Regions from separate parts of the Sus scrofa genome. Here region 1 is linked to region 2. Evidence: chromatin contacts called from public HiChIP or PLAC-seq data. All regions are on one chromosome and are shown on one strand. The core of a region is the stretch at or near the end of the contact, and the rest is flanking DNA. Distances in the headings are between cores, read along the strand shown. Region 1 holds the start of PRRC1 (protein PRRC1). Region 2 holds the start of LOC102161210.

Region 1 (7,313 bases), core at 1,837-4,336, 420 kb before region 2:
AGGAACTCCTTCCTACATGCTACTCCTCTTGTCACAGCCTCCCAACAACCACAAGCCCTGGCGACCAACTCTTCTCTACCATTTTCTCATTCAATGAACATTATGTACATAGAATCATACAGTATATAACCTTTTGAGACTTGCTTTTTTCACTCAACAGAATGCTCTTGAGATCTGTCTAAGTTGTTGGATATATCAATGATTAGTTTTTTATTGCTGAACAGTATCCCATTTTATGAATGAACCATATTTTTTTTCCATTTATTTGCTGAAGGACATTTAGGTTGATTCTAGCTTTTGGAAATTCTTATTTGTGTTTTGAAAAGATTCTTTTGACCACAGATTGGGCCATAGGGCAGTCAGAGTAGACACAGAGAGATCATTAAGAAGGTATAGAAGTGGTTCAAATATCCTAGTGACTCTCAAGTGGTGGGTGGAAGAGGGTGATTCTTCGCCCCAGGAGTCATTTGGCCATGTGTGGAGATATTCTGGGTTGTCAGAATATCAAATATGTAAGTAATATTTGGGGTAGTACTTACATCTAGTAGGTAAAGGCTGGCAATACTGCTAAAAATCCTACAATGCACAGGACACACCCCCCCCATAAGAAAGAATTATCCAGCCCCAAATACCAACTATGTTAAGGGTGAAAAACTTTGGCCTAAACTGAGGTGATGACAGTGGAAATGGAGAAGAGTGGAAAGACTCAAGAAATGTTTGGGTGGTAAGACTGAGTGATAACTGGATATGTGGTCCAGGAGTGGGAGAGACATAACCCACACACCTGGACAGATGGTGGTGCCATTCAGTAAGACAGGCAACACTGGAGGAATCAAGGTACGTATTAGATGTCTAGAGGGAGGAGGCAGTAGGCAGTATGGAATACTGAGCATGCAAAGTTGAAGCTCTTTGAAACATCCATGAGCAGACACTGACTTGGTCTGCAGCTCAGAAACCACATAAACAGTCTGGAATAAGACTATCTGAAAAGAGATTATCTAAGAGAGAAGACCAAGTAAAAAAAAAGAAGCGAGCCCAACCCACCCTTGAAGAACAGCCAGGAAGAAGAACAAGCCTGCAAAGAAGAATGAGAGACCAAAAGATAAAAAGAAAACCAGGAGGCTGTGGTGTCCAAAAGCCAGAGAAGAGCATTTCAAGGTAGGTATGGGCAACTATATCAAATTCTGCAAAGAAGCCAAATAGGATGAGCTATGAAAAACTCAATGGATTTGCCAAACTGGAGAGGAAACTTAAGAGTTGTATCCATGGAGGGAATGGGGCTAGAAGTCAGTTTCAATTGAACTAAGGTGGGAGGCCAGGCAAATATGTACACTTTACAAGAATTTTCATCATGAAGGTAAAGATCTACAGCAATTAAGTAGAAAACACAGACGCAAGGAGACAAAATCCCTTCATTCAATACCTATACATCAAAGGTAGATTACCTGGGACAGAAGGCCTTCCGGGGACTTTATCAATCCCTGCCCAAACTACCTCTTTCTTTCATGTGCCCACTGGTTATTCATCCTCCTCCTAGAGATGTTACCAAACCCTCGCAGTGGTTAGTGGAGGTCAAATTTAAAGATAAACCTTAATGAGTGCATTTGCAAAAGAACTTGTACAAAGAATACAAGCCACGAAATGGAATAATTAGCCAATTTCTATCTTTAAAAGCTATACTATTTAAGAATCGGCTTAACGACAATATAGGGTAAATTCTGGATGCATAAACACAACACCTTCTATTAAAGAAAAGCTGATATGATAAAATAAAAGCTAAGTGTCAAAGTTGGTAAAGGTCTGGTATTCAGACTCGCACACAAAAATATTAATGGATCAACATCAAAGAAAAAGTGATGGAAATGGCTTGGAAAATTGAGTCCTTAGTCTCTGGAAGGACCCTGCTTACAATTTGCTTGTGCCGTGGTTTTTCTGTTAAAAAGTAGATGGCTACTTAGAAGAATACAAGAAACAGAATAATGAAGCTCTGATAAACGTAAAAGCTATTACCAGCCATTATTACTGTTAATGTGCTACTGGTTCAAAAGACAGGCTCTACTACCATACATTGAGCACTGAAGGAGGGTCTGAGTTTTGTCTCCGCATTCTCGCATTCTCAGTTCTGATCCCAAAATAACTTCCACGCAAATGTTCACTGACTACACAGCGGCTGTACAGAAAAAAGACTGGCATGCCAAAATGCATTACGTTGGCAGAAACCTACATGTTGCCTCTCAAAATAACTACTTCGAATGAAAAAAACTCCCCTGGATTGGACAAATTCTGCCAATCGAGGACACGGGCTATCCCGCAAATTTTCCTGAAGCAGGTCCCAAGAACCAACAAAGAGAGAGCGCAAAAGTCCTCTGGAGCAGCGCTGGGCACCGATGGGGGAACCTATGGGAAAAGAAGCTACTTTCCTTTGCCAGTCCGATTTGTTGACCTAGGAGTCTCCCAGGCGGGAGCGGCCTTCCCCCAGGCTCTGCCACGTCTCCAGGCCGGGCTGGGCTAGCCTGGGCTAAGGTCAGTGGGCTACAGCCTCTGTTCTTGCCCTCCAGCCAGCGCGTAGAAAGCGGGAGCCAAATAGCCGCGGGCGCCGGCGTCGGTCTCAGCGCAACAGCAAAGTGCCGGATAAGACCCCCGAGCCGCACCCACGGCGCAAACCGCGGATGGGACCTCTTATCTCGCGAAGCACACCGGTGCCCGGGCCGCACCCTGCATGCTCCCACAGCCCGCTCTCGGACTGCACCACGAAGGGACTCCCGAAATACCCTGGCGCCCCTGGGCACAGGCCGGCCAGCCCACCTCAGCGACTGCGCCCCTAGGCGCCGGCTTGGGCGCCCGCGACCTATCCCATCACCCACTTGCTCCCGCGCTGCTGGCAGCCTGGCTCTCACCTGCGGGACCGAGAAAGTGACTGCCTGGCAGTGTGAAGCGGAAGCTAGGGAGGCTGGGGTGTGAGACTACGGCTGCGAGAAGACGAGGTGGATGCCGCCGAGAGCTCGCCCCGCGCACCCGCGCCGCCAAGATGGCCACCGGAGGCGCAAGCCCCTGCGGCTGCCACGTCGGCGCCGCCGCCCCGCCCCGCGCCTGGCCCCGCCCCCGCGCCTCGCATGGCCCCGCCCCCGCGCTTCGTCCCGCCCCCGCCCCGCCCCGCCCCTCTCGCTCGCTTGGAGCCCCGCCCCGAGAGCGCTAGTTAAACCTGCTCGAGTACCTTAGATCCAAAGTTACTCCTTCTCGCCCGGCTTGGGCGCTCCCTCGCTCGAGAAGGCTTCTCGAGCAGTTCTGCCCACCTTTCCACTCTGCAACCTCTGCTGCGAGAAGGAAACACTTGTTACCGAGTGTAGCTGGCTTACCTTGTGCCGTGGCCCCCTCGCGGGGGTGGCGATAAGTTAGCCGGGATGATCCAGTCCAATTCCCACCTCCAGGCAAGACCTCTTTCTAGAAGCGGGAGGCTTATCCTACGTTATTTTAAAAAGATTTACAGGAGCGAGAGCAGGGTGGGGAAAAGGATACTGATTCCCGCCCCCGCCCCCCCCCCGCCAAGTTCTTGTATTACACTTTCTTTAAAAAAAAAAAAAAAGATGGAAAACCAAAACCAAAGATGATCAACTTCCTTAACGTTCTGTGCCGCACTTAAAATAGCTCCTGAAAGTCAGTGCTCAATAATATATACTAAATAAATCAATGAATATGGAGAAAAATATGGAATTTGCAATCAGAAGTCCCGGTTTGGCTCTAGGAATGCCCTCATGCCACTTGTGCGATTACGTGACCTTCTACAGGTTACTTTCCCCCCCTAATTCTCCTTATTTCCACCTGTAAGATGGGAATAATACCATTTGCCCTATCTAATCAAGCAGATAGCGGAGTCAAATAAGTTAAGACATATGCAAGTGCTTTTCAAAGGAGTGTGAAACACAGAAAAAATTGTTTTTGTTGTTTCCAAATTCCTTCAGGAACTCATTAGTAGATTTAACATTAACAGATATCTTGACTTGACAGCTTAAAGCATTTAAAAATACCTCATTGAAGAGTTAACACTATTTAACTCTGCCCTAACTTCAAAGTGATTTGCAGGGGCAGTGGGTTGTTGCCTTTGGTAATGACTCTTATTCTATCCACTGAGAATGTGTGTAGGTGGTTGTCTAGATAACTCTACAGAAAGTGCTGTTTGGGATGGTGCTGAAAACAGTTACCATCTCTATCCTCTTGGGTTGACACCCTTGACAGCTGTAAGATCTCCTGGTTTCTTCATTCATTCTACACATATTTATTAGTGGCTGTGATGGGCTGAACATCAGTATGGGAAATTTAGCAATGAACAAGACAGACAAGATCCAGACAGTGAGGGAGCTTTCATTCTCATAGAGAGAGAGACTATGAACAGGAAAATAAACAAAGGAAGTATTGTTTGCAATGAGCACTTTGAAGAAAGTCAATAGGGGGATGTGATATTGACCATAATTTCCGTAGGCCACTTCAGATAGGACAAATGAGCAAGGCTTCTCAGAGGGGTTGGGATTGAGTAGGCTCTGTAAGGAAGCAGCCCTGTGGTTACCTGGACCAAGGAAGAACACCCAAAGGCTTTGAGGGAGGGTGCCTTGCACGTTTGCTTAATAACAAGGAAATTGGGACTGAGAGGGTGGTAATATATGAGGTTGGAGAGATACCAGGGCCAGATCCTACCCAGACAGGGAGGCCCCCTTAAGGCTTTTGAGTTATATTCTGAGAAAAATGAGAAACAAGGGAAGGTTTTCAGCAGAGAGCAGACAAGAATTGACTTTAGTTTTAAATACAGTAGCAGGTGTCTCAAATGTCCCTCTGCTTTTTCTCTGATGAGTATACCTGTCATTGTATTTCGGGCCCACCCTAAATCCACAACGATCTCATCTCAAATCCTTGAGACTCTAGATCTTATTTCTATACAAGGTCATATTCACAAGTTTGGGGGATTGCATAATCTATTTGTCAAGGGCACTATTGTACCCACTGCATGGGTCCTGAGAGACAGGAGTCAACCAAATAAGGATTACAAGGTTTTGAAGTTTACACTGAATTGCATGTCTAATACCTTATGTTTTACTCACTATTTCTCATGTAAACTTCAAAAGAGCTTATGTGGCAAGTGTTATTACTATTATTCTAATATTAGAAATAAGGCAACTGGGAGTTCCCATTGTGGCTCAGCTGATTACGATCCCGACTAGTATCCACGAGGATGCGGGTTCAGTGCCTGGCCTCCCTCAGTGGGTTGCTGTGGTTGTGGTGTAAGCCAGCAGCTCCAGCTTCTCTTCGACACCTAGTCTGGAAACTTCCATATGCTGCAAGTGCAGCCCTAAAAAGCAAAACAAAAAGAAAGACAAAAAAGCAAAAAAGAAGGAAACTAAGCTTCCTAGAATTGTGTTTGGACTTGGAATTAAAACTCAGAATTCTTTAGCTGCACCCCTAAATTCTTGCCTCCTTTGGGGGTGAAAGGGTAAGAAGATACGTTCTTAGGTGGAGGGAAATGAAAGGAGTCAAGGGAAATTTATAGCTTAATGACAGAACAAAAAACTAGTTCGTTTTTTTTTTAGTCGTGGCTTGTGGAACGCATCAAATTTCTCCTTATACGAAATTTCTAATGCATAATAGAGTGCCTTTCTGAGCTACAAGGAGAGATACAGTGCTAGAGTGGCATTTTGCTTTTCTCTCTCAAAAACCACGGGTGAACAACACTGCTTCCCACTTGAGTTGAGGCTTTTTTTCTAGCCCAATTCAGAGCTAAAAGATTCTATTCTTAAATCTTCTTAAAACAGTCCATAAAGCTTGTGGCCTTCATATGAATACTGACGTATATTTCCAGGTGGAGAGGCGATGAGGCTGAGACTGAGCAACCGCAGCATAGCCAGAACTAGAGGCAGCGCCAAATCTGCTTTGAGACAGTGGACTCTGCTGAGAGGACAGCCCCTGACTTATACGACTGTGAACGACACGGTCAAGGACACTGGCCGAGACACAGAGGTCAGGGGCTGGTGCCCGCACCCAACCTATGCACAGAGGATGTGTAAGTTCCTCTGGCAACTAGGACAGAGGAGGAGCTTGTCCCCAACACTCATGGGACATACCTGTACTAATTATCCATCGTTTTATGTAGAATTCAAATTTAGGAGGCAAGCAAGTCATGACGGAGAGTCGGAGAGGCAATGTAGTGTAGATGAGGACATAGATAGAGGTTCCAGACGCCCTGGATTTGAATTCTCGATCTGGCACCTGCTAGGTCAACAGCTAGCCATGAACATGTCGCTTAAACTCACTGTGTCTTACTGTGTTCACCTATAAAATGAGAATTTATATGAATACTTACCCCAGAGTTGTGTTTTTCTTACGGATTAAAGGACTTAATGTGTGTGAAGTGCTTTGAACAATGCCTACTCACAGTATTCTGTAGAAAGTGTTAGTTTTTATTCTCCGACCTTCAAATTTTCTTAATATTCACCTGACAGTGACCGTTTTAAACCTAAAAGATTTTTATTTAGAGGAGACTGAGATGTCATTTCCAAAGAAAGGTTTTACGTGCTTATTTGTTTGTTTTCAACTAAAGAAAATTTAGTCTAGTTATAAACAGAGTGACTCAACCTCTTAATTTCCCCTGGACACTCCCAATTTATAGCTGTGTTCCTGGCATAATTATTATTATTATTTTTACGGCCACACCTGTGGCATATGGAAATCCCTGGGCCAGGGATTAAATCTGAGCCACAGCTTCGATCTATGCTATAGCTGCAGAGATGTTGGATTTTTTTTTTTTTTTTTTTTTTGGTCTGTTGTCTTTCTAGAGCTGCAGCCATGCAGCACATGGAAGTTCCCAGGCTAAGGGACAAATCGGAGCTGCAGCTGCTGGCCCACACCACAGCCACAGCAATGCTGGATCTGAGCCGCATCTGCAACCTACACCACAGGTCACTGCAAGGCCCACTCACCCACTGAGCAAGGCCAGGGATCAAACCTGCATCCTCACGGATACTAGTCCGGTTTGTTGCCCACTGAGCCATGATGGGAACTCCAGAAGTTCTGGATCCTTAACTCAGTGTGCCACAGCGGGAATTCCGCCCTGCGTGATTATTAAAAGCACCCACATTTTATTCTCAGAAGTGTTCCAGATTGGACAATCAATCTTACTGTCGTCCTGGTTACAGAGATATGAAGAAGTTACTCCCTTTGCACTTGTGAGTTGTAGCGTGGAAATGTCAACACATGCCCCTTTCCTGCACACACATACTCAGCGTTACCAGAGTCCATTGCAGTTTGCTTCGAAAAAGAACTTCTCTTTC
Region 2 (7,106 bases), core at 3,284-5,783:
ATCCCCCACCCTCTTCTGTTATCCCATTTTTATTTCGTTGGATCTATGGCAATATAATTCTCATCTGGAACAGTGGCATAGTCATTATTCAAATGCAACGAGATATCACGGTTTTGTGGGTGGTACCACTCTGGCCACAGATATTATGGCAGAGTACTCTCTCCCTGTTATAAAAATAATACCTCCTAGTTTGGGTGTACAAACTGACACCAAACTTGAGTTTGCCAAAAACGCCTACATGCTATCTTGTTGTCTATACTGTGATTAATATTTCAAAGTGCCTTACCATTAGTTCTCTCTCCTATCTCTATGATACTAATCAGTAGTATCATTGCAGTTTCACAGATGGGACACTAAGGTACAGGAATGTTAATGGCTTGCCCAAGGTCTCAAAAGGAACTCATGGCAGAGCTGGTATTAGGATCTGCTGCTTCTAATCACATTTCTCTGCTAAGGTCTTCAGCTCAACTTGTTCAAATTCTGACTAATTTTCCAAGCTGAATAGATGCTGACAAAGGTGGTAGACATGAGAAAAGGGAAAAACACTATTCACTTAACCAAAGCTTCTAAAACATTTGGTAATCAAAGAAAAAAGGATTGTGAGGGCCGTTTTCCCTCGTTCCCATTTGTGGAATGAAAGGACAGTAATCCAATGAGATTCAAATGAATAGAAATTGCCGGCATAAAAAAGAATTGTTCAGGCCATGCTACTTTCCCATTTCCACACCATTCTGACCTTCTTTTCAGCAGGTGGTCCTGCTATAATTGCCATACATCCACAGTGTTGTATCACCATCGTCACAGGGTCCCCCTTACACAGATAAACATTGTGGATCCCGCCACTGCTGTTTTGTGGCCATGGAAGCAAGGGTAAACAGAGGGTAAGTGGCTCTCAGGAGCACTCACCACAGCAGCTACTCGGATTAGAACCCGTGGCTCCTATCAGTCACATCCTATTGAAATTTAGAAGGCTCCAAAACATTGTTTCGGTGTCAAAGGTGGGTGACAGTGCCTGAAAGCAAATTTGCTCCCCATCCACAAAGGAACCAGTCCTGCTTCCATGGTCCCACCTGCATCTTCTCAATTCCCAAGCCATTCCACAAACTTCATCCCTTTGAGGGAAAGAAAATTTCTTTTGGTGAAAAAGGGAGAACTAAACATGTGAGTTCCATATTCAGATTTATATGCATTTTTGTTTGTTTCATACATACAGAACTAGAATGAGTTCTTGGACAAGTAACAGATCAAATTTTCCCTTATAGAATATAGGGATAGCCTAAACTCACGAGATCATTAGGCAGAATGGCAACAAATGGAATAAGTTTGTGCCCGAGTGATAAGCTCCTGTCAAATATTAATTACAACAGAAGATGGTATAGAAATATGAATGTAATCTAGATGTGCTCTGTCTCTTCCAATGTCATCCATTCTCTAAAGGACAAAGAGACCAGTTATTTGTCCAGGAGCCCATGGACAGTAATGTCTGTAAGGAACAAATGGAAAACCTTGGATATTGGGACATGATAGTCACTTTAGGTCTAACTCATTTCACGAAAAGAAATTTCCTATTTCCTTTTTTCATCATCTACCATAAATACTAGATCAAGTACAGTCAAGAGCCAATATATGGCTCCTATTACGGAGGTGATTTTTATAATAATCATTAGCATCTGTGACAAAACTTCACAGGGTGTTAATCTGAACAAACACTGTTGGCAACCTTTTCCTCTACTCATATCCAGGAGTGGGGGGAAAAAAATCCAAGGAAATATATTTCCTCTTATCCCCCATCCTGACCTGAGCAGAGAGAGACCTGTTTCCATTCACGTGGTCTACATCTAATTCCTTGTGAGCAAAGGCCATCCTCCCAGGCCACTCCGCAGCATGCTAAGCAACTGCTGAAATTGAATGGAATAGGTTTCCTTGCCTGTACCAGTTCTTTGTTTCATTAGATGAGGAGGGATTTAAATATGCACAATTCCAGCATCATTAATCAGTCTCTCAGAGCCTATTAAGGACTGTCCAAACCTTGATTTTCTTGTCCCCCCAACATCCTGCCTTTCCCGATCGAGACAAAGAGCTGAGGTGACACCACTTGAAACTCGGTTTAGGCCAGAGCTCACCTCAGAACTGCACTCTTCCCTGCTAAAGGGACCATTTCACTCCTCCTCAGCCTTAGGCCTTTAGCCTTCCATCTTGCCAATGGTCCCTCATCAGAACCTACCCAGGAGAGGCGAGCTATCCACTATGCAGGTCCTTATGGGGGCCAGGCAGCCACTGAAATAACACCTGTGGAGGCCTATACTCACTCACATGAGATATCCTGAGGAGTTACCAATACTGAGTCTAAAACCTTTAGAGCTTCTGGGATTTGAAGGAAACTATGGTCAGTGATGGAGGTAAGTGTGAGGGCACCAGGGAGATTGACGTGTCTCCTGCCTTGCACACCTTCATCTTACTAACGTGGGTACATGGGTTGGGTGTCTACCTATGGCAGGTGCAGTTCCAGGCACACAGGGGCCGCTCTCACACACAGTTTACAGTCCAGAGCTTGCTAACATTCTAGGCCTCCACCTGGAAAGTAACACACCCCACTCTGCTTTTTGACTCTTTTTTGGTTTTTTGTCTTTTTGTTTTTTGTCATTTCTAGGGCCACTCCCACCGCATATGGAAGTTCCCAGGCTAGGGGTCTAATCGGAGCTGTAGCCACCAGCCTAAGCCAGAGCCACAGCTACACAGGATCAGAGCCGGGTCTGCGACCATCTACCACAGTTCACGGCAACGCCGGATCCTTAACCCACTGAGCAAGGCCAGGGATCGAACCCACAACCTAACGGTTCCTAGTCGGATTCGTTAACCACTGAGCCGCGACGGGAACTCCTGCTTTTTGACTCTTGACAATCCACAGTTCCGTATGCCTGTGTGCTGCAACCAAGGTAAAGGCTTATAACCCAGCCAAAGAGTTAATCCACCGACAAAAGGAGCAGCAGTGACCTGGCCGGCCATTAAGGGCAAAGCTCACAAAGCCTTCCTACGGGGCACTCAACCACGACTGACTCTGGGAGCTCAGGCTGCCCCCAGGCCCGCCACGACCAGGCTGGGGCCACTCTGAGCTAGGACTGGGAACTGACAAAGGGGAGGGAGCGAGAGAGTGCCGACTGCGGCGTTCCTTCCCGCGAAGACAGACGGTACTGGTCCCTCTGGCGGACCCCAGGGACAGCGGCGGGGAGAGCCACCGCTGCGGGAGCCAGCCCGCCGGTTCTCGTGGCCGAGCCACCTTTTCACTCTCGGGCTCTGCACAAGTGCTGGGGCGCCTTGGGTCGGGAAGGGAGCCGAGGCCCCTGGTCAGGTCCCCGCTGCCGGTGGTGTGAAGGGCAGTGATGAGAGGGCGTGTCGTCAACTTTCTGGGGGGCTGGCAGAGTTGGAGTTGTGTTTCGGAGGTAACCATCAGAACGCAATCAGAACCTTTCTGGGAGCCCAGAGCTCCCAGCTTCAGGCCCGGGCCTCCAGTCCTCTGGCCCGGGACTCACCCTCTTTGGCACCTGGTTTCCTCCGACCGCTGGACCTCCTTTGGGGCCGCCAAGTTCCGCACCTCCTGCAGGCGCCAGGGGTGGGCGGTGTCGGCCCAGTCTCGGTCCGCGTGGGGCTTGGGCTTCTCGCTCCACCGGGAGCCGACACGCGGAGACTCCGGCTGGCCCCTGGCCTCTCTCAGCCAGGGGTCTTCCGGGGCCGCCTCTTCGCTTCCAAGGCGTCGGGGGCCGGCCACAGCCGCCCCTACAGCACCAGCCTTGCGGCCCCAGCTCCTCACCCCAGCCAACTTCCCCGCCGCCGGCGCGTCTCTCCGCCAGCCTTCCGCTGCTGGCGATTGGACCGCGGCGGCGGGGCGGAGAAGGGCGCTCCTCACAGCCCGCGACACCCGCGGGCTCTGGCGCGCCACGATTGGCTGTGGACTCCGCCAGTCACGGGTTGAAGGGCGCCCCGCCCCGCGGGGCCGGCCCCGGGCTGACTCCGCCCTTACTGCTGCCCGGCCCCGCCTCCCTCGGAGCCCTGTCGCCTCAGCCCCGCTGTCCGGCTCATTCGCTGAGCGGGTCGGTGAATTGTCAGCGCGCTCCGGGCAGCTGCTGAGCCTGAGCCGGGGCTGCCGCCGAGCTTGACGTGCTCCCTCCGAGGTGCCTGCCCGAGCCAATGTGCTCCGGTTGGCTAGGGCGAGAGGTGTCGCCGGTTCGGGGCAACTTGAAATTCAGGATCCACAGCAGGGGCGTCGGTTTGCGATCGGGACTCGGCGATGAGGGTGAGTGGCCGCGCGCGAGGCGAGCGGCTCCTCTCGGCGCTGTTAGGCGAGCGGGGAGACTGGACGGGTCCTGCCGCGTGTCGATCTGTCCGTCGGAGCGTGGCGGCTGTGAAGAGGTCAGGGCTGCCGGGATTCACTCCTTGCGAGAATCCCCACACCCGAACATCTTGTTTCAGAGCGTCCCAACTCGGCCCGGGACGCGGCTGAGTGTTCGCAAGAACTTGGCGTGTTGTAATTGCCATCATTAGGTGGGGCCTGGGGACTCTTCCCCTGGCCCTCTGCGACGGCGACACGCGCGCTAGGGGCGGCCTTCGTGCCCAGCGGTGTGCGGATAGCAGTTCCTAGATGGCTTGAGGACAGGTTCCTGAAAAATCAACACGCGCAGGAGCCGGTGCGGCGAGATAACCGTGTCTGTTGTCTGATGCGTAGCCTGAGCCAGCGATCATAGGGGTCCGGGTGGGTCTTTAGGGGTGAGAGAACTTTAGTGACCAGCTAGATTCTGTACCAGGAGCTTCAGTGCTTTGCAATTATTGAAAGGAATTGACAGCACGGATATTAAACTTTGTAAAGTAATTGCTTTCTATTAGCACTTGAATCCGCATCCATTATGAGGTGCTCGGACCTCCACGTCCACCTGCAAGGTGTGTCCTAAGTACTTCGTTAGCACCCGGGGTACTTGCTGTCTATCCCAATGCCCAGAGACCCTGGGGAATCCTAGATGAGACCGTGAAAGCCACCACCAGGCTGGTGGATTGGTGTTTGTTTGAGCGCCTGTGTTTTAAGTGATGAAGTTGTGACAGAAACTGACAACAGAGGATTCAAGGTTAAACCTGACACTTTTTGTTTGTGACTCAGTGGAAGATAGATTATTATTTTCTCTCTCTCTCTCTCTCTCTCTCTCTCTCTCTCTCTCTCTCGTTGATAAGGCATAAAAGTAGCTGTTTTGTCTGAGGGCAATTACATACATATAGTTTATGTTATGTGTGGACCAAATAGAATTGAATCCAATATTTTCTTGTAATACTTATTTGACATGAATAAGGGCTTATTGGGAGTACTAGGTAGAGACTTGATGACAGAATTGGGCAATATTTTGATCTTTGAAAATGTATAAAACACTGAGCTATATAGCTATCCATATATTCGTAGATGTGCCTACATATGTGTGTACTTCTGTGTGTATATAAAATTGATAAGCAAATCAAGGAGAAATATGGAGGAGGAAACAGCCTTGAACTTCCTCTGAGTAGAGAGATAGACCCTCTGATCCGTGGGGTGTATGATGAGTGTGTGTGTAAGCATGTCTGGATCTGCCTAGTCTGTCTGGGTCAGTGTATGTCCATGAACTTTACGAGCATTCGGTTCAATAGCATTGCTTGCAGATTCCCAGTCCCTGTTTTACAGCCTAGTAGCCACCAGCTGGTCCATCTGTTAAAACATAACATACACACTTCAGTGGGAGCACTAGGGTGGAACGTGGGTAGGGGGCAACCCGTAGTAGAAACACGCTACAAACAAAGCCTACCCCTCAAGTCCATTTTCATTCAGTCTGAATATGTGATTTTTGGTGAGGGAGAAAAGGAGTGTTTGACTCCACAGAAATGGCAAATTATATTTTGTGAAATAATTATAGGCATGGTTTGGGAAGAGGTGAGTAGATAGGAGGGAAAAAAATCTCTCTAGAAAAGAAATGTGGTGCTTGTCACATAACCATGCAACACTGGTTTACTGCTTTGCAGTAGCATGTATATCAAAAACTGTTTTCTTTTGCTTCTTAAAAGAATGCATTAAAACTGAACTGTTTCCCCCCCCAAAAATCTCAATAGAAGTAAACAGAGCTTTATTACAGAGGCTATTTAATCTACTAGCATTAAGACTGCCTTAGTAATTCTAATGAAACATGTTTTTAGGAATTTATAACTTAGATATAAATTCATATTCAGCCTAAGCACTAGCTGCAGTGGTTTACAATTTATAGTTTAAAAAACAATAAAAAGCCTTTATCACAAAACTTCTGATGACTAAAAGGGTATGGGAGAAATATAACAGCTTATTAAGTTCCTATAGGCAAGTGACTGATTCTTAAACTATAAATTCCTTTAATAGTATAATTATTTTGGTGACAAAATAAAGGCCATATTTTTAAGAAGCATAGTTGATATTTTTTCTAATAATTTTATGCTCATAATTACATTTTAATAATTATGTTTATTGTATGTGGGTACAATAAACTGGGATGGTTCTTAAGAACACATCATAAGAAATACTGTTTTCATTTTTATGCTACTTAAACATTTGGGAGAAAATATTCTAATCCCTTATCTGCATCTTTACATTTCTGATGAACTATGTAGACAAAATAATTCTCCTGCCTTGATACCACCTGTGTCAACTGGGTTGCTCCCTAAAAATTCAGTTCATGGGCTGGACTCATATCTCCAAAATTAGATTTGGGAGTCTTGAGGTAGGGCTTGGGAATCTGCATCTTTAACAAGCACCCAGGTGATTCTGATGTCAGCAATCCCCTCACCATAGTTTGAGAAACACACAAATAGCATTTATGATATAAAAGAACAATTATAGTCTGTGGGTTGATTCAACAAATAACTGTTCCAGAATTTCCAGGTGGCATTTACTAGCCTTGTGAAATTTATAGGTAATGTTTTAACTCTCTGTCCTCAACAATGGCACCTTTTGTCCTGTGTTCAGAAGTGGTTTTGGAATCCTGAGATATCCCTATTGCAGGTGAGCACCAATTCTAAAAAAAATTGTTGGGGGAAGCAAGGTAAATTAAGACCCCAACTCAGCCTTACCT

Evidence for each region. HiChIP or PLAC-seq counts read pairs in DNA pulled down with a chosen protein or histone mark.
Region 1: an H3K27ac HiChIP or PLAC-seq map of skeletal muscle shows a contact between it and region 2, with 2.4 times the contacts expected there. The contact joins the promoter of PRRC1 here to the promoter of LOC102161210 in region 2. A contact is called at or near these places in 1 of 5 promoter capture datasets (liver), 1 of 47 Hi-C or Micro-C datasets (omental adipose tissue) and 2 of 2 datasets of contacts at active chromatin or transcription factors (alveolar macrophages and skeletal muscle).

The regions. Positions count from the first base shown.
Region 1 is chr2:130,439,340-130,446,652 of Sscrofa11.1, reverse strand. It overlaps PRRC1 (protein PRRC1), which reads right to left and starts at 3,086. Exons shown (of 9, transcript XM_021084706.1): 1 at 2,898-3,086.
Region 2 is chr2:130,023,348-130,030,453 of Sscrofa11.1, reverse strand. It overlaps LOC102161210, which reads right to left and starts at 4,533. Exons shown (of 6, transcript XM_021085157.1): 1 at 4,234-4,533; 2 at 4,019-4,173; 3 at 3,531-3,858. The coding sequence starts at 4,533. MARCH3 (membrane associated ring-CH-type finger 3) reads left to right here and starts at 4,074. Exons shown (of 5, transcript NM_001244831.1): 1 at 4,074-4,291.